Regions from separate parts of the Mus musculus genome. Here region 2 is linked to region 1. A link is a contact called in public Hi-C data. All regions are on one chromosome and are shown on one strand. Each heading gives the region's core, a stretch centred on a gene start, on an enhancer-like site or on the middle of the called end of the contact. The rest is flanking DNA. Distances are from core to core; before and after follow the strand shown.

Evidence for each region. Hi-C and Micro-C count contacts between places; a contact is called where the count stands out from the background.
Region 2: a contact with region 1 is called in a Hi-C map of myocytes, with 3 times the contacts expected there. The contact joins two enhancer-like sites.

What each region holds. Positions count from the first base shown.
Region 1 is chr2:163,250,606-163,257,540 of GRCm38.p6, forward strand. All of the region lies in intron 2 of Tox2 (TOX high mobility group box family member 2), which reads left to right. Among named protein-coding and RNA genes, the nearest start is that of Tox2, 51 kb to the left of the region's middle. Within about 2 kb of position 3,281, at least 84 of the 459 cell types and tissues checked have an H3K27ac peak or open chromatin away from gene starts, as enhancers often do. A contact at or near this core is called in myocytes, where this site is marked.
Region 2 is chr2:163,810,677-163,817,611 of GRCm38.p6, forward strand. No RefSeq gene overlaps it. Among named protein-coding and RNA genes, the nearest start is that of Ccn5, 6.7 kb to the right of the region's middle. Within about 2 kb of position 4,300, at least 69 of the 459 cell types and tissues checked have an H3K27ac peak or open chromatin away from gene starts, as enhancers often do. A contact at or near this core is called in myocytes, where this site is marked.

The DNA.
Region 1 (6,935 bases), core at 2,031-4,530:
AAGCCATTTCTAGCAAGCACGAGCTTCTAATATGTTCCAAGCAGCAGTCTTAGGACGCGGCCTAATAGCCATCAGTTCTCTCCTGGCTGAGAGCAGACCCACAGCTCTAGGGATCTGTATGTCCCAGAGCTATAGGGATCTGTACATCCAGGCTGTGTGATCTGGGAAGAAGGCTAGAGCTCTCTCAGACCTGGACTCTGTTCCTAGCGCTTCTGTGCCCAATATGGGCCAGATGTCTCTCTCTATGCAAGGGATGTTAGCTTCCTCCTAACAGAAAGAGTGACACCTGCCTGTTGGGATCCTGGGAGAAGCAAATGAGACAGGGATATGGGTTCTGTTGACACCGTATCAGAGTCCCTTCAACAGTCTAAGGTATCCAGGTCCAGCTGCGGTGGCCGTTCACCACTGACTTATCTAGAAAATTGGCCTCTGACAAATGGGTCACTGCAGATGGCACACACACACACCGCCCCCGCACCCATGTAACTCCCACGGAGGCTGAGTCCTGGGCCAGGCTGCAACCTGCTCTTTTTCTTATCCTCTAAGCTCCTTTCTGTACTGAATCTCTCAGAGAAGTCTCATCTCAGGCTGATTTTGGGTAAATCTAAACTAAGAGCCTACGCAAAACACCAGTGTTCAGAGAAACCAGCCATGACTTATTTCTATTGTCTTATTCCTGTAAATAATGTTCTGGTTACACAAGATGCGCATCTGGTCAACTCTGTATCAATGCAAACATCGCTTCCTCTGTGGGAATCCCCTAGACATCTTGGCCCAACAAATAATGTCTGTCCCTTCCAGGTACTGCAAATGCTAGTGTGTCATGGTGCCTTTCTGACTGTGGGTAGTTTTCTGATTTTATGGCTGTGAATAAGATTTATACAAACGTTTTCAGGGTTTTTCCTAAAATTTTGTGTGCGCGCTCGAGTGCTCACGCATGCACGCGTATGTGTATACATGCGTCTGAGAAGGGGTTGGGGGGCAGACAAATGGGTTGAGACTGATGACATGAGGTTTGCTAAAGCTCTCAGTAGCAGGAGTGGACACAGGGAGATTGAGGTTGGGTATGCTTTAGGCAAATGAAGGATCCAAGATTATACTACAGGCAGAAGAAATGGAGACACGTAGGTGGTCTGAGATGTGATTTTGTAAATCAAGCTATCTGATTTTGAGACTACTAGATGTAGAGAAAGAAGGGAGGAAGAGAGATGGGCAACTCCCAGAATGTAGTGTGGCTGTGCCATCTTCTGCTTTGGGGAAGGGCAGGCTTGATGAGATGGGACTTGGTCATTTGACATTTGAGAGGCCCATTTAAAAGCAGTTAGATGGCTGTCCAAGTCAGGAGCCATTATGTAAAATTGTGACTTCTGGGCTTGTGGATCAAAGCCCTGGGAGGATAAATGAAACGTAAGATAAGAGAGCGCCAAGTAATGATCCCCCTGCCATTTTTTTGTTCTGTTTTGACATAGAATCTTTCTATGTCCTTCCATAGAGCCTTAGAAGCCACAGGCAGAGTGTTCTAAGGACAGAAGGTTAGGGAAAGATGGTGTTGGATCCACAGCCCCTTTCCTGTCCAGAGATGATAAAATTAAAATCGGGCAGAGCAGCACAGAACTCTAGAGATAGAGGCAAGAGGATTCTACGTTCAAGGTCGTAGTCAGCTGAATAGCGAGTTCAAGGTCAGCCTGGGCGACACAAAAGTGTCTTTAAAAAAAATTAAAGGCAAGGTTTCTAATCAATTAAAGCTTTAAATGGGCTGAGAAATCAGAAGTGAACCAATAAGTGTACCTTTACTACACGTTCCTGTTGGCAGGAAGATGCTTCTAGTGGAAGCTTTAGAAGAAAAGGTTTAAAAACTAGACCACACCCTAACTTGAAATGGCGTTTGCAATACCAGAACACCAGAGAGGAGATGCAGGTGGGAAACTGGGCACGGATACTCGAAGTTGAGGACCAACTTCCTTAGTACATAAGACTTACGAGAAATCAATTCAAACCCACAGTGGAGAAGGGAAGGAGATCCGAGCCAACCATTTACCGAAAGAAAATACACAAAAGAAAAACTAAAGCTGCTATTTTTTTTTTTTTCATCTATCTGGCTGACAACAAATCCCAAGGCTTGATGACGCACATTCCCTCAAAGTCCTTCAGGAAAACACATTTTATACATTGTTGTGGAGAGTGTAGACTGGTCCTCATAGCTTTTTATTGGAAGCCTCCTTCCAGTAGGGGGCAGTGGTGGATGCCCAGAATAGGGAAAAAGGCAGAAACTTGGATCTCAAGTTTTTGCCTCATTCAGTTCCCTTTGCCTATATTGTTTTCTTGCTGAGCCTCAGTTTCCCCATTAATAATCAGGAGAGGGTGTTGCATTTGTCCCCTCCCTGCTACGCACACAAAATGGAGTAGAGAAATGACTTGGCAGTTAAAAACCCTTGGTTGCTCTTGCTGAGGATCTCGGGTTCAAGTCCCAGCACCTATGAGGCGGCTCACAACCATCTGTAACTCCAGTTGCAGGGGATTTGATGTCCTTGCCTTCTTATGACAAGGGCACCAGGCACGCATGTGGTGTAAAGCCATACGTGACAGCAAAATATTCACACACACTAAATTAAAAATAATTGATGGGCTTTAACATTTGCTGTGAGCTTCCCAGGGCTTAGGCACTGGAGTCAAAGGTCTGCTTCACACCACACAGCCTTCGTTAGTTAGGCACAGCTGTCCCCCATCTAACAGGTGAGGAAAACGCCTCAGTGGTTGAGGTTTTGTGAAACCAAACCACTTCCCAGTAAATGTACGGGTGGGTAGGCAGGAGGCCTTGCCGCCAGGGTTGAAATCTGAGGCTGTACGCTTAGTCACTCTGGCTTCCGAGTCTGTGTACATTGCAAAGGGCAAAGATGACATGGCTCTTATTGCTTTAATTAAAACTGGGGTGAAGGCTCGAGATTCAGATTAAAATGAAATTGTGTTTCGCCCGCTGCGGTGCTGAGAAGGCAACGGCAGCGATTACGCCCGAGATTACAAACAATCAAAGAGAAAAGGGCTTTTGCAACCATTTCCTGTTGAAGCCACAAGCATCACACTTTAAAAATAATTACGGCTGTGTTATTGGAACATGATTCATGAATTCTGAATAAATATGAGGGGCCTGAAAGGAGAAAAAAAACGGCTTCAAGACCATAGATTTGCTTTGGATCTGATGAAATTTAATGTCATCTCCCAGCTGGAGAGTAAAATGCAGGGAGGAAATAAAACCCCACCCTATGTACAGGGAGAAAATGGAGTGTGTCACGGGGAGCTGATGTGCACACACCCTTCCGAAGCACGGGCTCAGAAAAATGCACGAGTCTCCCAGGCTTCACTGAAGAAAACTGCAGAGAGCTGGTGCTTACATCTCTCCAGTCTTAATTTTGCATTCTGGTGGCTAAAAATACATTTACGTTAAAGCTCTAGATTCCTGCCTGTGTGAGATGTTTCGATAGGAGACATTAGGGGACGTGCTTAGTGGAGGAACTTGGGCGGTATTCATCTCAGCTCCCCATCATAAAGGTATTTCTCATACAATGCAGTCAGTGTTTACAGCCTATAGTTTGTTTCCTTCCAACTATTATGAGCAAAATTGAATCCCAGGGAACATTCACCCTTTCAAAATGGGGTGGGAACGATAAGAGGAGGTGGGGTGGGGTGGGGGAGGGGCTGGCAGTGTGTTGGTAATGTAATTTCAAGGGTTTTCATAAAAATGGAGCCCCTCCCCCTCTCCCAGCCCATCTCAAAATGACTATGCCCTGTAGGGCTTGGCTTTATACTGGAGGAGAGTCAAAGAGCCCCTGGATTTACGTATGTGCTCATTGCAGTGTGCGAGCTTACCCTATGAACAAGAGAAACATGGCCACACATAGCGACCACCTAGAATGGCATTGGGCTCTAAGCTTCTGAAGGCTCGGGAGCCTGAATCTAGTGTCTGTGTAGCCTCTCGCTCTGTGCCATGGGGTGGGTGGTTTGCTCTCTCCCTAATCTTCTATATCTGTGAGTGGGCACCTCTGAGGAACTTTCCAGGTTATCTCTTGTCACCTGGATATTTTCCTCCTCTACCACGTGCCCAGGAATACCCAGAAGGGACAATGTCTGCCCATACTGCTAGCGAGTCCTTTGCTATCTGGTTAAGTCACACCAATTCAGAAGAGACCCGGAGATGAGGTCATCAGTCAGTGGCTTTGAGACTATTGTCAAATCAACTGAGACTGCAGTAAGGAAATGTCGGTGAGACGGGCTCATCGGGGTGCTAACATGAAAAGTGTGGGCTTTGAAAATGTAACCAGCTCTTCCAAGACTCCATGGCATCTTTAAGACATCCCTCAGAGGGATGTGGGTAAGAGTAACTAAGATGCATTGGTACCCAGAGAGCATATTCCTGTGTCTGGCACACAGCGCACAGTAGCTAGAGAAGTGTTAGTCAGGTTCCCATGCTGCTGAGGTTGCGTCTGCCCCGGATGTGTCCGGATCAGGCATCAGAAAGATGAGCCAAGGGAGCGCACTTACTCGGTGAAAATCAGATTAGGGTAGGCGTTGAAATTAGAAAGATTTTCGTGAAATTATCTTGCTTTCAAATGTGCCAAGAAAGTCCCTAGAAAAATCACAAACCTAGTGAAGGATGCCTCCTGATCTTTTCTAGCCCATTGGAGATACGAATCCCTTCCTACCCAGCATCCTCTGCCACGTGATCGCAGCTCACAAGGGCACTTATAGTGGTTCTGCCTTCCATACGTTCCAAGTCTGAGGCTCTGATGGGAAGGAAGGCCCAGGAGTGAGGTTGTGCCTCAGCCAGGCCTGGCCTTACCTTCCTGTCAGTTCCTCAGGAAGGGTAGAGCCTGGTGGGCAGTCTATCCCTTGTGCTCCGGTGGCTTCCCAGTTCTGCACATGTGACCGTGACTGGATTCATTGACCTCTCTTGGTCTCACTTTCTACTGTAAAATGGGAGTGTTAATATCTAGCTTGTAGAGTAGTTAAAGAGACCCACAAAGCAAAGTGGGGTAACTGTGTGCCCACAGTGAGCCCTCTCCTCAGAGAAAGCTAATTTACAGTTTCGACATGAGCAGCAGTGAGGGAGGCAGGGGAGTGTTTGCTCCTCTTTTATGGATGTTTTTGCTAGGACTGTGGCATGGTGACTTATCAAAGCTTATGTTCGGGGTAAACAGAAGTTCAACTCTGAGACCCTTTAGCCAGAATAGTGCCCCAGGCTGCAGAAATACATCTTTTTGCTTCATGGCAAAATCTATGTTTATAAACACCTATGGGCACCTAGCTTGGTGTGAGGAAGTTGGCTTGTAGGACTGGGAAGTTGGGGAACTAGAGAGCTAGGACACTAGGGTGTGGGTCCTACAGAGGAGGCTAAAGCATACTGGGAAGGATGAGGGTGCTCCCCAAACTGGAAAGGATGAGGCAGGTGGTCTGAGAGGCAGTTCTACTTTGCATCTTTCCCATAATAAATGGACTCTGAGGAGCCTGGAGAGGCTCAGGGGCTTTGAGACTTGGCTCTGCCTTACTCTCAACCATCCACTGCGCTGAGACCAGGGTACTGGATACATCTGTGTCATGAGTGACCATTGAGTAGTTTTATCCTTACCCCCAGTAAGCAGTTATTGCAGGACACAACAGTGACATAGCCAAGAAAGGCAGCAGGGACATTTTAAAGTTTATAAATTCCTGTGTATGTGCGCGCGCGCGCACACACACACACACACACACACACACACACACCACAAGTAGAGAAAAGTCAGAAAGTACTGTATTAACACTGGAGGACCCGGTTTACTTAGCCAGTGCTGTGTCAGCTGGTACAACCACTTTAGAAAACCATTTCTCAGTATCAGTGGCTGAAAGTGCAGCCCCATGGGCCAGCATCAGCTCCATGAGTGCATCCGTGAGGTCACCAAAAGGCACATCAAGAATGTCCAGGGCAACGTTTCTCATAAAGGCACAAAGGTGATTAGGCTTGGTGGTACATGGCTGAAATCCCAGCTACTTGGGTGACTGAGGCAGGAGGATAGAAAGCTCAAGGCCAGCCTGGGCATTTTTAAAGAGGAGGTGAGGCTAGGCTGAGAAGGACGAAGGAGTCCTTGTGAGTGGCTGCCACGCAGGAAGTTTTGCTTTGCGACATGAAGTAGCTGTTGTTAAAAGGCCTCCAAGAAAATGTAACTTGAAGGTTCCATCAATCACAAAATCAGAATTAGAAAAGGGTAGAGGGATACTGCTTTGTGAGAGATGACACCCATCTGGCGTGCAGGAGACCCTGGGCTCAGTCCCAGGCAATGTAAAATAAAGAAATAAATAAAATTAAAGCACAAAACTGGCAACAATCCAAACATCTATCATGGGGAGGCAGGATGAATGACTAGAGACTAGTCTGCCCAGGGCATGCTATACATCAGTGGCAATGAGTGCTTGTAACAATATGCAGTACAGTGGTTGGCTCTCACAAACACATTGAGCAAAAGCAGCCAGAGCCAGGGGACAGAACATCATCCTGTTGGATGCCTCTGACACAGAGCACATGAATTTGTCCAGGGTCATGGAAAGGTGAGCCCTGGTTCTCCTTGGAGCTCCGCTTCTCAGCCTTTCTAACACTGCAACCCTTTAATGTAGATCCTCAAGCTACCACCAAATTATTTCCATTGCCACTGCACAACTGTAATTTTGCAACTGTTATGAATCATAATGGAAATATCAGTGTTTTTCGATGGTCTCGGGAGACCCCTGTGAAAGGGTCAATCAACCCCATCCCCAAAGAGATTGTGACCCACAGTTTGAGAACCATTGCCTTATCTGGTATGTGATGGTTTTATATATGCTTGGCCCAGGGTGTGACACCATTAGGAGATGTGGCTCTGTTGGAGTAGGCATGTTGCTGTGGGTGTGGGCTTTAAGACCCTCATCCTAGC
Region 2 (6,935 bases), core at 3,050-5,549, 560 kb after region 1:
TCTTGTGCCTTCCAAGGCCTCCTCTGTGCTAATGCCATGTGACCAGTGACAGCGGGTAACTGCCTGGGTGAAAGGGGCTTGCCAGGAGAGCAAGGGGACCTGTACTGATCTCCCACCAAAAGCCAGGTGTGCTGTTGAGTAATTGTAATCCAACTATTGGAGAGGCAGAGACAAGCAGGTCTCTGGCCTTTGCTGGACAGCGGGTCTAGTCTACTTGGCGAGTTCTAGGCCAGTGAGAGAATCTGTCTTGGGGATGGAGAGATGACTCAGTGGGTAAGAGCACTGACTGCTCTTCCAGAGGTCCTGAGTTCAATTCCCAGCAACCACATGGTGGCTCATAACCATCTGTAATGGGATCCAATGCCCTCTTCTGGCATGCATGAAGATAGTTACAATGTACTTATAAAAATAAATCTAAAAAAGAAAAAGGAAAGAAAGGAGAAAATGATATAATTCCATTGAGAGAGAGAGAGAGAAAGAGAGAGAGAGAGAGAGAGAGAGAGAGAGAGAGAGAGAGAGAACACCTATCTCAGAAAACAAAGTAGACACTAACTGAGGAATGACACCAGAAATTGACCTCTGACCACCACATACACTCACCCCTCCCTGCCCCCCAAACCCTCACATACAGAATAGCTGCTGGGTGTTTGGCATGTGCCAGGCACTGTGCTGGTCTCCTGTGAAGTCTAAACTATAGGCATGCACATTTTGATGAAACTGAGGCATATAACTGTTAAGTAACTCATCTAAAGATGCACTTTAAAGAAAGGCTGGCGTTAAGACTAGATTCAAGACAGTATCAACCTCCAGATCTGGAACACTCTTCTTCTAACAAGCTCCATCCAGCAGAGTACATACAGGTCACCGGCTCCAGGCAGGCTCCCCAATGCCCATCCAAGGAATTGACTTTCCTCATTAAGTCAGATGCCAGGAATCTGAGGACAGCAAGAGGGGGCAGATGCTGCCTGAGCATCTCTGGACCAGAGGAAGCTACTTCCATGTTCTTTCCAGACCACAGGTGGTGTTGGTCTTCATGCTTTGATAGTCGTGATAATAAGGACAGCCTTGACTCCTGTTTCTCTGGGTACAGAATCCTGGAGCCTGGAGCGCTGTGCTGAAGCAACAAACCTGTTCATTCTCTGTCTGCATGAATCCCTCACAACAGCGCCCCCCCCCCCCCCCACTCATCAGCATATGCAAGCAAAGGATGCAGAACTCAGGGGCTGACCAGACCTCCAGGCACCAGGCCAGGATTTCATTCCAGCATCAGGCTATGGACCCAGGGTCATTATTAGCTTCCCGGAGGGACGAAGGGGGCTCTGATCCTGGCCTCCTCCCACTGCTGGTACCCAACCACTGTAGGAGCTAGGACTCAGCGGGAGGAAGGTTCACTTCCAGGGCCCCAGCAGGCTCAAGCCTCACACAGTACACACTGATTTGGATGAAGTGGGGCATAGCGTGCGTGATTTTGGTTTAGGGAGGTGGGCTATCACCAGGAGCTATCTTAAGCCCCTATTGGCACAAAGTTGGTTTTTCTCCCTGTCCCCCATTTGCAATTCACTTTCCATCCAGGCCACCTGAGTGGTCCTGAATCTTACCACATTCGGGCTTTACTCAGGATTCTCCACACACCAGTCCTGCACCCCAGGGTGTGTCACTTCAGGAAGGGGCCAGCACCAAGCAGAAAACTGACTTACCTCTTTGCCCTCCCACAAGTGGGGTACCCCACCATGTTTAATGTGCCCTTGCCCCAAGATTCTTCTCGGGTGGGGCTGGGAGCTCTGGAGAACTCTCAGGCTAGAGGCTTTCTGTGCAATTTGACACTGCGTTCACATTTGAGGAAAGTGGTGTGTGGCTCAGCGGTTGAGAGGGGAAGCGTTGGCCGTGTTCATGAGCTCATCCGCAGCTCGGTCAGCAGCAGCGGTGGGGCGCACAGGCTGGCCTTCCCGAACTTTAGTTTACCCCATCCATGAAAGCCCTGTCCCAGATCTGTAATCCTCACATCAGACCCACTTGGAAACCTGTGCTCAGAGGAGTGACGTGGTATGATCAAGGTGATGGAGTGAATGACAGGCCACAGCCAGGTCTGTCTTACTCCTTTCATGCCAGGCAGTTGGATCTAGTCCGTGCTTGTTGGCACTTTTCCTCCCTCAGTGTTGAGAGTGGGCCCCAGATCCTTATACGGCCAGGCAAGTGTCCCACTACTGAGCCACACCCCCTTCCCCCAAGTCTTTACAGGCAATGAGCCTCTAAGGTTGGAGTATCCAGTGCTCTACTGACTTAGCTATCTCCCCAGGCTCATGGATACAGTGTGTCTGCCTGATTCCCCACTAGGTTTGTGATGGGGGTGATGTTCAGGGTGCCCCCCAGGTCTGGCCTACACCTCCTGGTGTGCTTTGGATAGCACAAGGTGTCTGAGCCACTGGGTAGCACAGCTTCAGCCTTTTCAAGGAAAAGAAGGCCCCTTGGAGGGAACGGAGTGGAAGGAAGTCCCCGGGGCTCCATATCATTAGCATCACCAACTCCAGAGAAAACATACTATTACTGGAAGCCTAGCTGGGCAGAGTGGGTGGAAGTGGCCATGTCAGAGGAAACCACACAAAGCCTGCCAAACCTCGGGGGGGGGGAGGGCTGGCTCATTGGGGTATTTACGGAAATGCTGGCCCTGAGGTCGCCCAGCTGCTGGGCTGGGATCCCCTGGGTATCCTCAGGACCCCAAGTGCCAGCTTGGCAGGAGCCATCAAAGGCTACAGCTGAGCCCTGTTTACCTTCATGGCCAGCCTGAGAGAGGATAGTGAGGGTCAAATGAGTGGAGAGGGGGACAGCACCCCTCCAGATCATCTGTGGGCATCCTTCTGCAGAGGTTGAACAGAGGGCCCAGGCCCTTACTAGATCCTCCTGGAAGGATGTCATTCCCTCAGAAGATACACACAAGAGGCGACTCTGGAGGCAAAGGGTTCAGATTCTGATTGTGTCTCCATTGACCATCTTAACTTTGTAAGGCTAATGCAACTTATTGATGCCTCAGTCTCCCCACCTCTGGATTGGGGACAGTGGTAACAGTACCTTTTATGGACACATCAACATAATTAAGTGATTTAATACTTCAGGTTGCCCAGAACCACCCGTGACTCTTATTAAGGACCCTAAAGTCTTTGCTGTAGAAATAGGCCTGAAATTGTGGAGAAGCTGAAGTTATGAGTGTGAATCAGGCTTAGATCCCATCTGGGGAGTTCAGTGCTATGCAGAGGCACTGTATGTATACTTTAGGGGCCATTACTCGTCCCCAGTCACAATAGCAGTTGGCTAGGGTACTATTTGCCTTTTCAGTCTCTGGAGGAACAGGAACAGACTGACCCCCTCGGGTCTACTCATTGCTCTTTTGGGGGTCCTGTCTAGATCACCCCACATCCATGGTTTTCATCTGGCTCTGGAATGAACAGACAAACACACATCACTTCTGAGCCCTGAGCATGCTGTAGGCCTGAGCCTTCTTGTTAGGGGCTCCTGGTCCAGGGCCTTCTCAGCCTCTACACAGAGGAGGGGTCAGTTATTTGCATACAGCATTCAGGGAAGGGGACACATGCCACAGTTAACTTTCTTGCAATGTTTGCATCCTGCCCACAGCACCTGCAGCCACTTTCTCAGGGGATGGGGTGGCAGTCCAACTGAGACCTGACCTTAGAGCTGCCTGCAAATGACTCCTAACCTCCCAGACTCTAAGAACCCACAGAGGTGGACCCAGCTACCCTGGGGGTCTCCACACAGGAGAGATCAACAGGAACAAACACTAGTGTGTGACTTCCATCTCTGGGCCTGTCTGCCTTCCTGAGCATAAGGGTGTGGGACTCTTGTGAGTAGCACTTCTCCAGGCTGGGACGTAGCTTAGTTAGTATCGTGCTTGCCTAGCAAACAGGAAGCCATGGGTTCAATTCCCAGCACTGCAAAAACTTGGTGAGAAAGCTCAATCCTGTTATCCCCGCACTTGAAAGGTGGAGACAGGGCAGACCAGACATTTAAGGCCACCTCAGCTACACAGCAATCTTGAGACCAGCCTGGGCTATGCTACATCTCAAGCCATTTTAAACATTGAGAGTTTCAGGGGGGGCGCTGTGTTCTGAGTGGAGAGAGTCTGGAGGCAGCCATGAGCGAGAAAATGGATCTCCCATCCCCCAACCAAGGACCCCAAGGCCCAAGCTGATGACTGGCCAGTGACTCAGCCACCCCATGACCAGAGCCCTCAGGGGCAGTTACTAACCAAGCCCTGCCCTCTCCCCAGCCAATGCTCCCTCAGCATAGCAGGGATGGGAACAATTAGGTCCAGGCCAGGCCACATGTTTACATGGTCCTCAGTTTGCTGACCACATATGACTCAGGAGTCAGAAGAGTCCTGGGAGGCTAAAGAGACAACCTGTGATGCCATCACCGGGGACTGGGCCTCACAGAGTTACCTGACATCACATAGGCAGGGACGGGAGTGGGGGGTCTGACAACTGCCGGAGAAAGTTTTCTACCTCTGCAAGCTGCCACGCAGTGTGCCCAAGGACTTGGCATCATTCCCACCCCAGCTACCAACATGATCCCCAGTTGACACTTGCCTGCACAGCTGCAGCTCCCCTCAGCTCCCCACCCCCATCATGGCTCCATCCAGATTCAACCCCACCACCTCCAGGCCTCGCTTCATCCTGCTCAGATCACCCCGCTGACACTACACTTGCTTCCAAATTCAGTGTCTCGTCCTCCAAGGCAGGCTCAGGTCTCCCTGCCTTCCTCCTTAGCATGCCCTACTAACTATGTGGAAATTGTCTCTGCTGGCCTCTGTCCCCTGACCCCATGGGCTCCCTGTGGACAGGGACCTGTTTTTCCTTCTTCTTTAACACCAAGGCATGGCTGGTACAGGCAGGGTTTTTAGAATGAATACATGGAAGATGGATGGATCGATGGATTAATGGGTGGATGAATATACAAATAGATGGACAGATGGGTCAGACAGACAGACATAAGTGGAAGAATGGACAGATGAGTGGTGTAGTAGACAGATAGTGGCACCTGTAGGGACCAAGCAGAGAAGTGTCTCCTTGGAGCTAGGGGTCTTCTGACAAAGGCAGGAGCTCTCAGGTGGAACAGGAATAACCTAGCCCACTGGTTTGGTCCCTGATCAGCTGGTCCCAGCTTAGCAAAGTATCCTGAATTCTGAGTTGTGCTGTGGGTCTCTGCTGAGGGCCTTCCTCCAAGCCCCTCTCTGGGTCAGAGATTTCCTTCTGGAAATAAGTGGTTTCTAGGTGTATAAAACATAGACCTCTGGGGCTAGAGGTGCTGGAAAGCAAGGAATTGCTTTTCACCCACTTTATGGATAAGGAAACTGAGGCCAAGAAAGTCAAAGGATTTGCCCAAAGGTGCACAAAGACAAAGCCAGGATTGGAGCCTGGCTTCTTCAGTTCACTGACATGTGAGAATTCTGGAATTTTTGGCTTCTTTAAAAACACAGACATATATTACAAGAATGTGCTTCCATTTTAATCCCAGGTTTGGGGATCTATGGCTGCTTCAGACAACCTGCGGCAGGTGACTATGATTTGCCTCGTGCTCTAGTAGAAGCGTGGTTTTGCCAGCTGCAGATAGTTTCTATGGTTGTGCGACATATGGAATTCTGGGCACTTTTCAGAGGGTATATAAATGCTGGGGCCTAATGGCGTTAGTGGTTGTTGGTTGTTTTGGGGAGGGGATGGTGGTTGTGGATTGTTAGTAGTTGTGCTTAAAGAGACGAAAGGAAAGAAATTAGATTCAGGGATCTCTCTCTCTCTCTCTCTCTCTCTCTCTCTCTCTCTCTCTCTCCTCCAATGATAGAGGGTGAAACTGGGAGGAGGGTAAAGGGTGGGAAAAGAAGACCCCACAAAGTAGCAAAGACTGGCTAGACACTGACTCATCTAGACACTTGCATGCTAGGCTTTCCCCAACATGCTTTGAATAAGTCCTGTACAGTTTCCAAAGCCCTGTCATGTGCCACCATGACCCTCAGCTTGCCAGCAGCTACATACTTGGTATCATCCTCTTGCCGTCCCCTTGCTCTGGGACCTCAGCTCACACAGGCATATGTGCTATGCTAGATGTGTGCCCCGGGACCACCACACTCCAGCCCTTCTGTGAGCGTATGTCACTTCCCACTTGCTCCCTGACAGCTCAACCTTCCGCCAACTGGTAAACCATCTAAGTCCACAGTTATCCCTGGGGGCCTGTCACACAGCACCTGGGACCACAGGGCCAGGATATTTGAATTCCTGCCTAGCCTGCAGAACATGTGGAAGGAAAGCCACAGAGGGACCTAACCTGTCCCTCCTATCATGACAGGGTAGTGGGAGGCATCCATTATGGAGATGCAGCCTCCAGTTGAGGGGTGGGAGCCCATTCCCCTTTCTGTGATCCACATAATATTGCTTAAGATGCAGACAAAGTCAGCATCAAAGGGCCAAACAGAATGTGCTGTCTGCAACAGGAGATTCTGTGAACAAATCAACAAGCTTGAGATCAAAAGAATTCATCAAAACAAGACCAAATTAATAGCAGACACACATGCCCGAGCAGGCTGACCAGAGGTACAACGTAGAGACAGGGCTGGAATGTGTGTCTCAGGGGCAGAGCACTTACCCACATCCCTGGGTTCCAACCTCAGCATCCCGCTCCCAACCAGGTAAAAGAAAATAAACAGCAAAATGGTAGCAATAACCTGGACCTAGAAGTTAAGTAATTTAAGGCCACCGTGAACCAGTGATATAGTTGTACATCTGAAAACCTAAAACCTGAGGAAACAAGCAATTTTTAGAGAGGTATAAGGAACCTAAAGAGGGGACAATGACCCTGTAGGTACTGGATGCAAGCGTGAGAACCTGAATTTGAATCCTCAAACCTCATATAATAACGCTGAGTCTGGCAGTACA